2 separate regions of the Mus musculus genome follow, and region 1 is linked to region 2. The links are chromatin contacts, called in public HiChIP or PLAC-seq maps. All regions are on one chromosome and are shown on one strand. Each heading gives the region's core, a stretch centred on a gene start, on an enhancer-like site or on the middle of the called end of the contact. The rest is flanking DNA. Distances are from core to core; before and after follow the strand shown.

The links. HiChIP or PLAC-seq counts read pairs in DNA pulled down with a chosen protein or histone mark.
Region 1: an H3K4me3 HiChIP or PLAC-seq map of bone marrow-derived macrophages shows a contact between it and region 2, with 3 times the contacts expected there. The contact joins the promoter of Myo5a here to the enhancer-like site in region 2. A contact is called at or near these places in 9 of 39 promoter capture datasets (the 3T3-L1 cell line, 3T3-L1-derived adipocytes, the C10 cell line and 3 more), 1 of 15 datasets of contacts at CTCF or cohesin (large pre-B cells), 3 of 484 Hi-C or Micro-C datasets (B cells, embryonic stem cells and erythroblasts), 3 of 115 datasets of contacts at active chromatin or transcription factors (the NIH/3T3 cell line, bone marrow-derived macrophages and pancreatic cancer cells) and 2 of 9 other capture datasets (liver and pancreatic islet).

The regions. Positions count from the first base shown.
Region 1 is chr9:75,069,792-75,073,948 of GRCm38.p6, reverse strand. Myo5a (myosin VA) reads right to left here and starts at 2,743. Exons shown (of 41, transcript NM_010864.2): 1 at 2,290-2,743. The coding sequence starts at 2,316.
Region 2 is chr9:74,905,621-74,909,797 of GRCm38.p6, reverse strand. No RefSeq gene overlaps it. Among named protein-coding and RNA genes, the nearest start is that of Gm38678, 42 kb to the right of the region's middle. Within about 2 kb of position 2,612, at least 52 of the 459 cell types and tissues checked have an H3K27ac peak or open chromatin away from gene starts, as enhancers often do. A contact at or near this core is called in 3T3-L1-derived adipocytes, bone marrow-derived macrophages and pancreatic cancer cells, where this site is marked.

The DNA of each region.
Region 1 (4,157 bases), core at 1,494-3,993, 160 kb before region 2:
TCTGATGACAACTTTTAAAAGGGCACTTTTCATATTTACTCACATGCTGAATATCACAATTATGCCATGTCAGTAACATGTTTTTCCTTGTAATCTATCCACCACTTCCTTCTCTACAATCATCTGCAAGGGACAGACACTTGGGTTATACTGACATTTCTTCTAATGGTTTCCTTCCCTCTCCTAATACTTACTACTCTAGAATCATTCCTCTAGAATAAGTCCAACCTTTGCCATATCCAGACATCACCTATGTCCTGCTAACACATCTGCCAGCCTGTTGTTAAGGTAACAGCAGGTTATTTATGCCTTTGGAGATTCAAAGTGGGTCAAGAATATAATAAACAGACTGTGAGCCCTATGAGGAAAGGGCTATGACTTGTCCACTGTTAGAAACTCTAAACACAAGACAGAGTATTTGGTTTACAGGACACTCAATAAATATTCCTTCCTGTCATTAAACTAAGGCCCATTCACAGATCAGTGCACAAATAACTACAGAGTCAGGCTATTCTGAGGTATATCTAAATTTAGGAAAAAGCCCCTTAAGTCCCAACCTCAGTTTCAGTGACTAAATCTGTCTGTATCTAGGAAGACTATAAGATGAATTCTATTACACTGTGATGGAAACTCAAAACTTTATTATTTAAAAATGACAACACCTTCCCCAGTTTTCCCTACAAAATATTTTGTGTGGGGGCAGGGGACAAACAGATCTAGAAGTCCAGCAACTTACCACCCACCTAATTTCTGCTTATCAGCCTATAATTAGCAGGTCCAGGTTCAAGATGGGCTGATAGCAGGGGCCTGGTAGGGGGCCAGACAGGACAGAACAATGTAACAATGTGACAGCTCGTCACAGTGACATAATTGTTACTTGTATCTACTTCATACATAAATTGCAACGATTAAATGAGTTAATATTTCAAAACACTTAGAATTGTACTATGTAAGTTAAGAAGGTAACTTTTAGTCAATTTCCAATGATAGTCTTATAGAATTGCCATGCTGAAAAAAAAAAATTACTAGGTTTAGAGAAATGTTCTAATTGTACACTTCTTAAATCTAGGGCTAGAAAGAAAGTCCCAGGTTCATGCAAGCTCTTCATTTCATGGCTGGAAGAAAGTAATCATATACCTCATATTTGTTTAAAAAAAAAAAGAGTCACAGAAAGCTTTCACAACTAGTATTAAATGTGATCCTCACAACAGCTTGTAAGGAAGGACAAAAGGACAAATAAAATTCACTCTATTTACAAGTAAGAAACCTGAACCAGAGAGGTTATGTAGTTTGCCAAATGTCACACAGTTGGGTGGAAAGGTACAGATTTCTTTCCTCAAGGCTGCAATTTGGGCTCTGGGCTTATTGATGTCACGTGTGCAAGAGATGATTCCAAACTGCTAAAAGAAGAGTCCAGAAAGCTGGGGCTATCTATATATAGCTCAGTTGTAAAGGGTTTACCTAGTATGCATGAGGCCCTTACATTCAATCTCCGTGCCTGAGAGGGAGACAAAGGCAGAGACAGAGAGAGACGGGAAGAAAGAGATTCTGGTAAAAATGTAAAAACATGAACTTGAAAAGTTAAGGCAATTCTGTTGAGTGGAATTAGAGGTAATTTTAATAATCATTAGCTGGCAAAACATCCATTGAAACCGTAACATAAGATACCATGAATGCATACACCACACACTGCCCAACACAGATTTTCTAAACAGTCTCTCCAAAATACGCCATTCAGAGATTACCAGACCCTGAGAATATGGGCGTCGGTTTAAGATTGAAAAGGCTGCCACTTCCCCTAAATGAAGACCAAAAGGGAAAGGCTCGCCGGAAAGGAGGGTGAGGACACAGAGCTAACGAGGCTCTCGGGGATAACGCGCAGGTTGCAAACTCCCAGGCACCAAGAAGCCTAAGAATAAGCTCGCCATCTCCGGGCTGCATCTTCCCACAGGCTCCGCACCCCAGGGCAAATGGCAAGAACCCGGCAGCTAAAGGTGAAAGCGGACTGGCCATAACTGCAGAATCCGAAATAATCTCCCCGAGAGGCTGCTGCCTGGCGCATACCGGCACAGGACGTTATTTTAAGCACGAGTCCCGGGAGAGCGGCCCGAGCATCTGCCCAAGAGCATCCCATCCGAAATGGGCTCGGGAGGCAGAGCAGGGAGGTACAGCCGGGCAAGGAGGTACAGCCGGGCAGTGGGGTGCAGTCCGGTGGAACCTGCCGGTCCTACAGCCACGGTCCCGGCCGCGCGACCCCTCCCCAGGACAAGGCTCTGCGGCGCGCGTTACCTTGGTGTAGAGCTCGGACGCGGCCATGGCGGGCCCAGCGCCGACGCCCCCCGCCTAGGCGGAGGCCGCAGCTCGCGTGGCGGCCGCCCGCGCGGGTGAAACGGTGGCGGGCGGGGAGCAGGGGAAGGGCCGGGCCGGGCAGGGCGGGCCAAGCTGGCGGGCGGGCCCGGGCGGGCCGGGGCGGGGCGCGTCAGGCGCTAGCGGCGGGCGGGAGCCTGACAGTCATCACCTCCAGGGCTCGGCGGCCGCGTGAGCCCGAGGCGCGTGCTCGGGGGACTCGGGTACCAGCCTCCGCGGCCGTCGCCGCCTCAGTCTCCCCAAGCCGCCTGGTCCACACACACAGCCCTTGCGGTCTCTTCAGTCGCCTCGCGTCCTCAGCGCCCCCTCGCTCCCTCAGTTTCCTCAGCCGCTTCGCCTCCTTAGAGGCCTGGTCTCTGTAGCCTCCTCTGTCTCCTCCGCGGCGCGCGATGCCGCCGCCGCCGCCGCCGCCGCCCTGTGCATTGTGGGAGCGGGAGGAGGCTGCGCTCGAGCGCTGCCACCGCGATCCCTCCCGGCTCTTTCGGGCTCACGCTGCCTCCCATCGGCGGCGGGCACCGAGCATCCTCGGCCCATGCGGCTGGCATCCCAAACCTGCTTTGGCGGAGTGGCCCCCCACAGTGTGCGCGAAGGTGGGGCAGTGAGGGAGCGCGTCCCGCTCGAGGTAGCGACGGTTAGAGTGCCCGCGTAGACCCGGCAGCCTCAAGGCTGCTCCTCCTGGCCCTGCTGTTTGTAGGGAGAGGACTTGAGGTAGGGGAGGGTTCGGGAAAGGCCTTTCTGAGAACCTGCAACTCCAGAAGAGACTTGCTCACGGCAGGGCGGGAAGCTGCACCACCCGGAATTTGAAGGATGCTCAAGGTCACTCTGCATTTGGGTTTGCACCCTTGGTGATGCAAGGACATAGGGTGGCCTCTAACACACAGAAACTCCAATGAACCTGAAAACAAGATGGCACTGGGAAATGGCCCATCTTAGACTTGGGCGTTTACATAGGTTCGCCACCATTCAGAATGAGACCTTTGTTCTGCTGATCGTGACAGCACTACCTGATGCTGATCCTGGAGTCACCTGAAAACGGCAACCTACTGAGAGAAACTCAAGTGTTTGCAGTCTTGACGCAGTCTATTCCGTGCCCTTACACGGACACAGGAATGTGGTCTTTTTCATCCCAACATGTTCTCTCCAGCCACACTTTCGTGCTCACTTGGAATACTCTTTAAAATTTTTAGCCTTTTAAAATGTGTCCATCTTCCTTCTTTAAACCTTAAGTTGTGGCCAGTGCCTATCATGGGAATCCAGTTTTATTGTTTGGCTTGTTGGGTTTTGAGACAGGTCTCACTAAGCAGCCCGGGTTTTCTTCAAACTCGCCATCCTCCTGCCTCTGCCTTGTGAATGGTGAAATTTTAGAGACATGGTTCTGAGACCAGTACAATGGCAGTCAAAGCACAAGCCTGACTCCCTAGTTATGTCTGAACATGAGGTGGGTATTTGAAGGAAGACTGTTCACCACTTTGATGTTTCTGGATTCCATCCTTTCTTTGTCTGCCTGTGAAAGGAGACAAAATGTACTTTGAGCCAGCAGAGCATCCAAAGCAATGAGTTGAGCTCCTGTCTCTTACACTTCCTTCATGCCTGTAGAAGGTGCCTGTTTCCTTACCCTCTAGATATTAGCTACCGGTCAGGACAGTTGAGGAATACTGAGTATGATGGGTTGGTGAGTCGGAGGGGGGGGGGGTAGGAAGAACCAAAACACTCAAAACTCTGAGAGTTCTTATAAAAGTGACTTTTATTTACATGAACAAAAATAAAATTGGAATCATTCTTTCAAAATT
Region 2 (4,177 bases), core at 1,363-3,862:
TACTCTTTCTGCTTGGCCAGCCCTGGGATTTATACGCATGGGCCACCTCGTTGGCTTTTTGTGAGAGATCCAAACGCAGGTCCTCATGCTGGCAGGACAAGCACCTTGCTCACAGTCACCCCCAAGGTCACAAGCAAAGATGTTCTACAGGCGTTCAGGCACACGCACAGCGCCTGCCCGCCCGCCCGCTGGCATTGCCCTTGCCTTTTAGCTGACGTGAGTACGTCCCAAGTGTCCCTGCACCTGCCTCCACCCCCTTTATTTATTTGTTTGCTTTCGAAGCTTCGTTTGGTCGGAAGATCCTTGTGCTTGGGGACTCCGGCATTGCCCGGTTCCCTGCTCACCCTGCAGCACTCAGAGGCTGGCTGGGCTCCAGGATGAGTCAGAGGCTCGTGCCCCACACACTGGAAAACAAAGGGGGTTTCCAGCCTTTGTATTCCAAGGTGCTGAGCTTCGGTGGCGTGAGCAGGTCACTAAGGTGATGTGTATTAGATACAAGCTCACAGAACAGAGTGTTTGCTCCCTAAAACCTGGGCAAATGTTTCCAACTGGGTTCATAATAAGCTTCAGGTTCAATTAGAGGCTATTGAGGCCATGTGTGTGGCTCAGTGGCAGAGCGTGTGCTCAGCGTGTACACGGTCCTGGGTTTTGTCCCCAGCACCACCCAAAGAGGAAAGGCATTCATAGCTGTTGAAGACCTGGAGAATCCGGCCTCACCTATCTTTGTTCTCTCCCATCTGGATCTGTCACAGGTTTGTGGTCACCAGAAAGGTTGGCCCAGGAGCATACTAAGAGTAGAGTTAAGGCTGAGGGTCAAAAAGTAGACCCTAAGGCTGGGGCTGTAGCTCACAGCAGACTAGTATCTTAGCATGTGTTTCAATCTCCAGTACTAAAAAAAAAAAAAAAAAGGTTCATGAGCACACCTCCTAACACAGGCACACATACACAAATACACACACACACACACACACACACAGAGACACTCAAGCAGACACACACACAAAAGCAGACACACACAGACAAATACACACACAAAAGCAGACACACACAGACAAATACACACACACAAGCAGGTACACACAGAGACACACAAGCAGACAGACACACAAATATCTACACAGACACACACATACAGACACACACATACACACAAGCAGTTCCAAGAAGACAGAAACATAGACACAAGTAGGCAGACACACACATAAGTAGATAGTCACACACACACAAACAGACTGACAGACAGGTAAGTAGGCAGATATAGATACACACACAGACACATAGATATAAGCAGACACAAGTAGATGGACACACATACACAACAGACTGACAGGCAGGCAGACAGGCAAGCAGGCATGACACACATACACACACACACACACACACACACACACACACACAGAGAGAGAAAGAGAGAGAGCTGAGTCAAAGAAAAAGCAGGAGGACACTTGGTGATGGCTTTAAATATCCTGGTAGCTTTTGTATAGATTTCTCCCAAATTGCCATATTCTACACACAGTTACAAGTAGCCCCCTCTCTGTGTGACACAGAGTGGGATCTGTGTTTCCCAGGAGGAAGATGAATGTAGTCTCACTGAGCAGTATATGCATGCGTGACACTCTATGTGACTTAGGTGTTCATCATTTACAGAAGTCAACTCTTCTGTGTAGCACTTTTTCTTAGAGTGGCTGAGGATGAGGCTTCGTCACTAGAAACCAGGAGTAACAAGCACACCTGTAATCCTAGCTCTCAGGAGGTGGAGGCAGGAGGATCAGACATTCAAGTTCAACCTTGGCTGTATGGTGAGTTTCCCCAGCGTGGGGTAATAAGATCCTGTCTAAAAGCTTAAAATCCTAACACCTCAGAATATTTAATCTGGATACGGAGATACAACTTCCAGCTTGCAGAAAATCAGTAGAAAAAGTGCTGGACACAACCAAGTGACCTGGCATCCTTTGGGACAGGTGACCCCGTCTTCAAGGAGTCAGAACATGACTAAGAGGAGTTTAGTGGCTTGAGAAAGACATGAAGGTTTCAGGTCTATAAAAAGCAGGCACATTGTATGGTCTTATACTGGATACTACTTCCCACAATCTCACTATAAAGAGCATTTTTAGGGACAATTTGGGAAATTTTAACATTTACTGCAAATTATATAGTATCGAGGATATAAATGCACAAGTTAATTTGGTTAACTATGAAAGATGTTATTTCGACTCCAGAAACGTGTTTTTATTTTTATTTTTTAAAATGTGAACCGAGTTTAAAAACCAACTTTCTCTCCCTTTCCCTGGAATTTTCAGCCTTTAAAAGGAAGGCGACAAGACCAGGGTACGCGTGGCTGTGCTGCAGTTTTATTCTTGTTCTGGCGACCTGAAAGCAGGTGTTAATAGTCACAAGTGGGGCCAGATTCATGGGGAGAAAAGAAGAGCAAACTAAAGTGTTTGTGGACGGACACACACACACACACACACACACACACACACACACAGCTCTCCTGTGCTGCCTCTGTGAGTGGCTGAGTTCTGCTCAGTCGGCTGGCTAGTGTAGGCAGGACCTGTGTTACAGGAGGCTTCTTGCACCACAGTCTGGAGAGGCCTCTGACCCACATCCTCTCACACTCACCGGAGCTATGGCAAGGCACTCTGCAGCAAGAGACAGGCACACCCTTGTTTGCATCATGTGTTCCAGGCCTCCCAAGTTCAGGGACCCACTTCAGAGGTAGCAGGAAGCTCTGTGTTAATATTATCAGAGGACTCACCCGAGGGTGGGAGGGCAGTTGAAGTCTCTCTCTAGAGTCTTTAGTTCCTCCAGCCACACAGACCTCAGAGCTATGCCTTTAACCCCTCCGGAGAGCCTCAGGAGGGAGAATGTATAAACTTGGCCTTGACTTCTTGGATTGTGCAGTTTGGAATAAACCTTGAGATTCACAGACAGTGGCCTTGGATGTTCTCAACAGGAACCAAGAAACTACGGATGAAGTCAACTCCAAAAAGCTCATCTGTGCTTGGCTGAGGTAGAGCACACCTGAAATCCTAGCACTCACTGTGAGGCTCAGGCAGGAAGAGGCAAAATTGGAAGCCATCTCGGGCTGCCTAGTTAAGTTCCATCTTAGCTTCCATAGTGAGACTGCCTCAAACAAAACCAATACAAGCGAAAAGAAATCCCCAATCTACCCTCACATCTCCTACGTTTGAGCCGCAGACCGTCTGGGTTCTGTTCACTCAGAGAGGACTGGGTGTCCCACACTGCTAGGAAGCAGGTGAGAAATAGCTGGGTATTCCAGTGTTGCTCTGGGAGCAGGCAGGGATGCCCCTCCACCAGTTAGCAGCAGGCTGTGGATTAGGAGTGGCAGAAAGGATGTCTTTAAATAGGTTTCCGTTTCTGTTTGTTTGGTTTGAGGCTTGGTGATGGAGGTCACTCTGGGAGAAGCTTGGGACATAGCAGAGACTTTGGGCTTACATTTCGGCACCATCGCCCTTCCACTTCCATGAAGGGAAAGAACAAGGTTGGCTGGGCAGGGTAGAAAAAAAAAATGAGAAACAGAAGGATCTCTGTGCAGGGAAGGCAACACCTGCAATATTATTAAAGTATACTTTAGGGCTGGCAGTGTTGCCCAGTGGTAGGAGCATTTGCTCAGCGTGTGCGAGGGGGGCCCTGGGTTCTGTTCTGAGCACCGATAGGAATGATAAACACACCTATGGCTTAGTCCTCCCTGGAGTTCAGCCCGGCTGGCACAACCCAGCTTGACGAGGACTCCTTGGCGCTCAGTGTTGGAAAGCATGTGTCCTAATAGCCACACACCTCCTTCATAGTTAAAGGGGTTCTTGCTTTGTGAGCAAAATGTGCCTATCCAAGGTCCTAGCTAGATTAAGGTTAAGTCCTTCAGTGGACACTTGGTAGCTTGCTTGCTTTTGGTGTGTGTGTCTGTGGTGAGCATTAAGACAGTGTTTTGCCATGCATCCCAGCCTAGCCTTGAACTCACAGCCAACCCCATCCCCCGCCCCCCGGGTCACTGTCCGATCTTAGGATACAGGTGTGTGTACCCTCGTACCCAGATAGCCTGGGTGTTTTAAACACATTGTTTGGCTTCCCAGGGCTCTGCAACTAACAAAGAGCTGAGCTCACCAGGGCAGGGTGCTGACTTGAACAACTTCATGCTGAAGTGAGCAGATTTGGT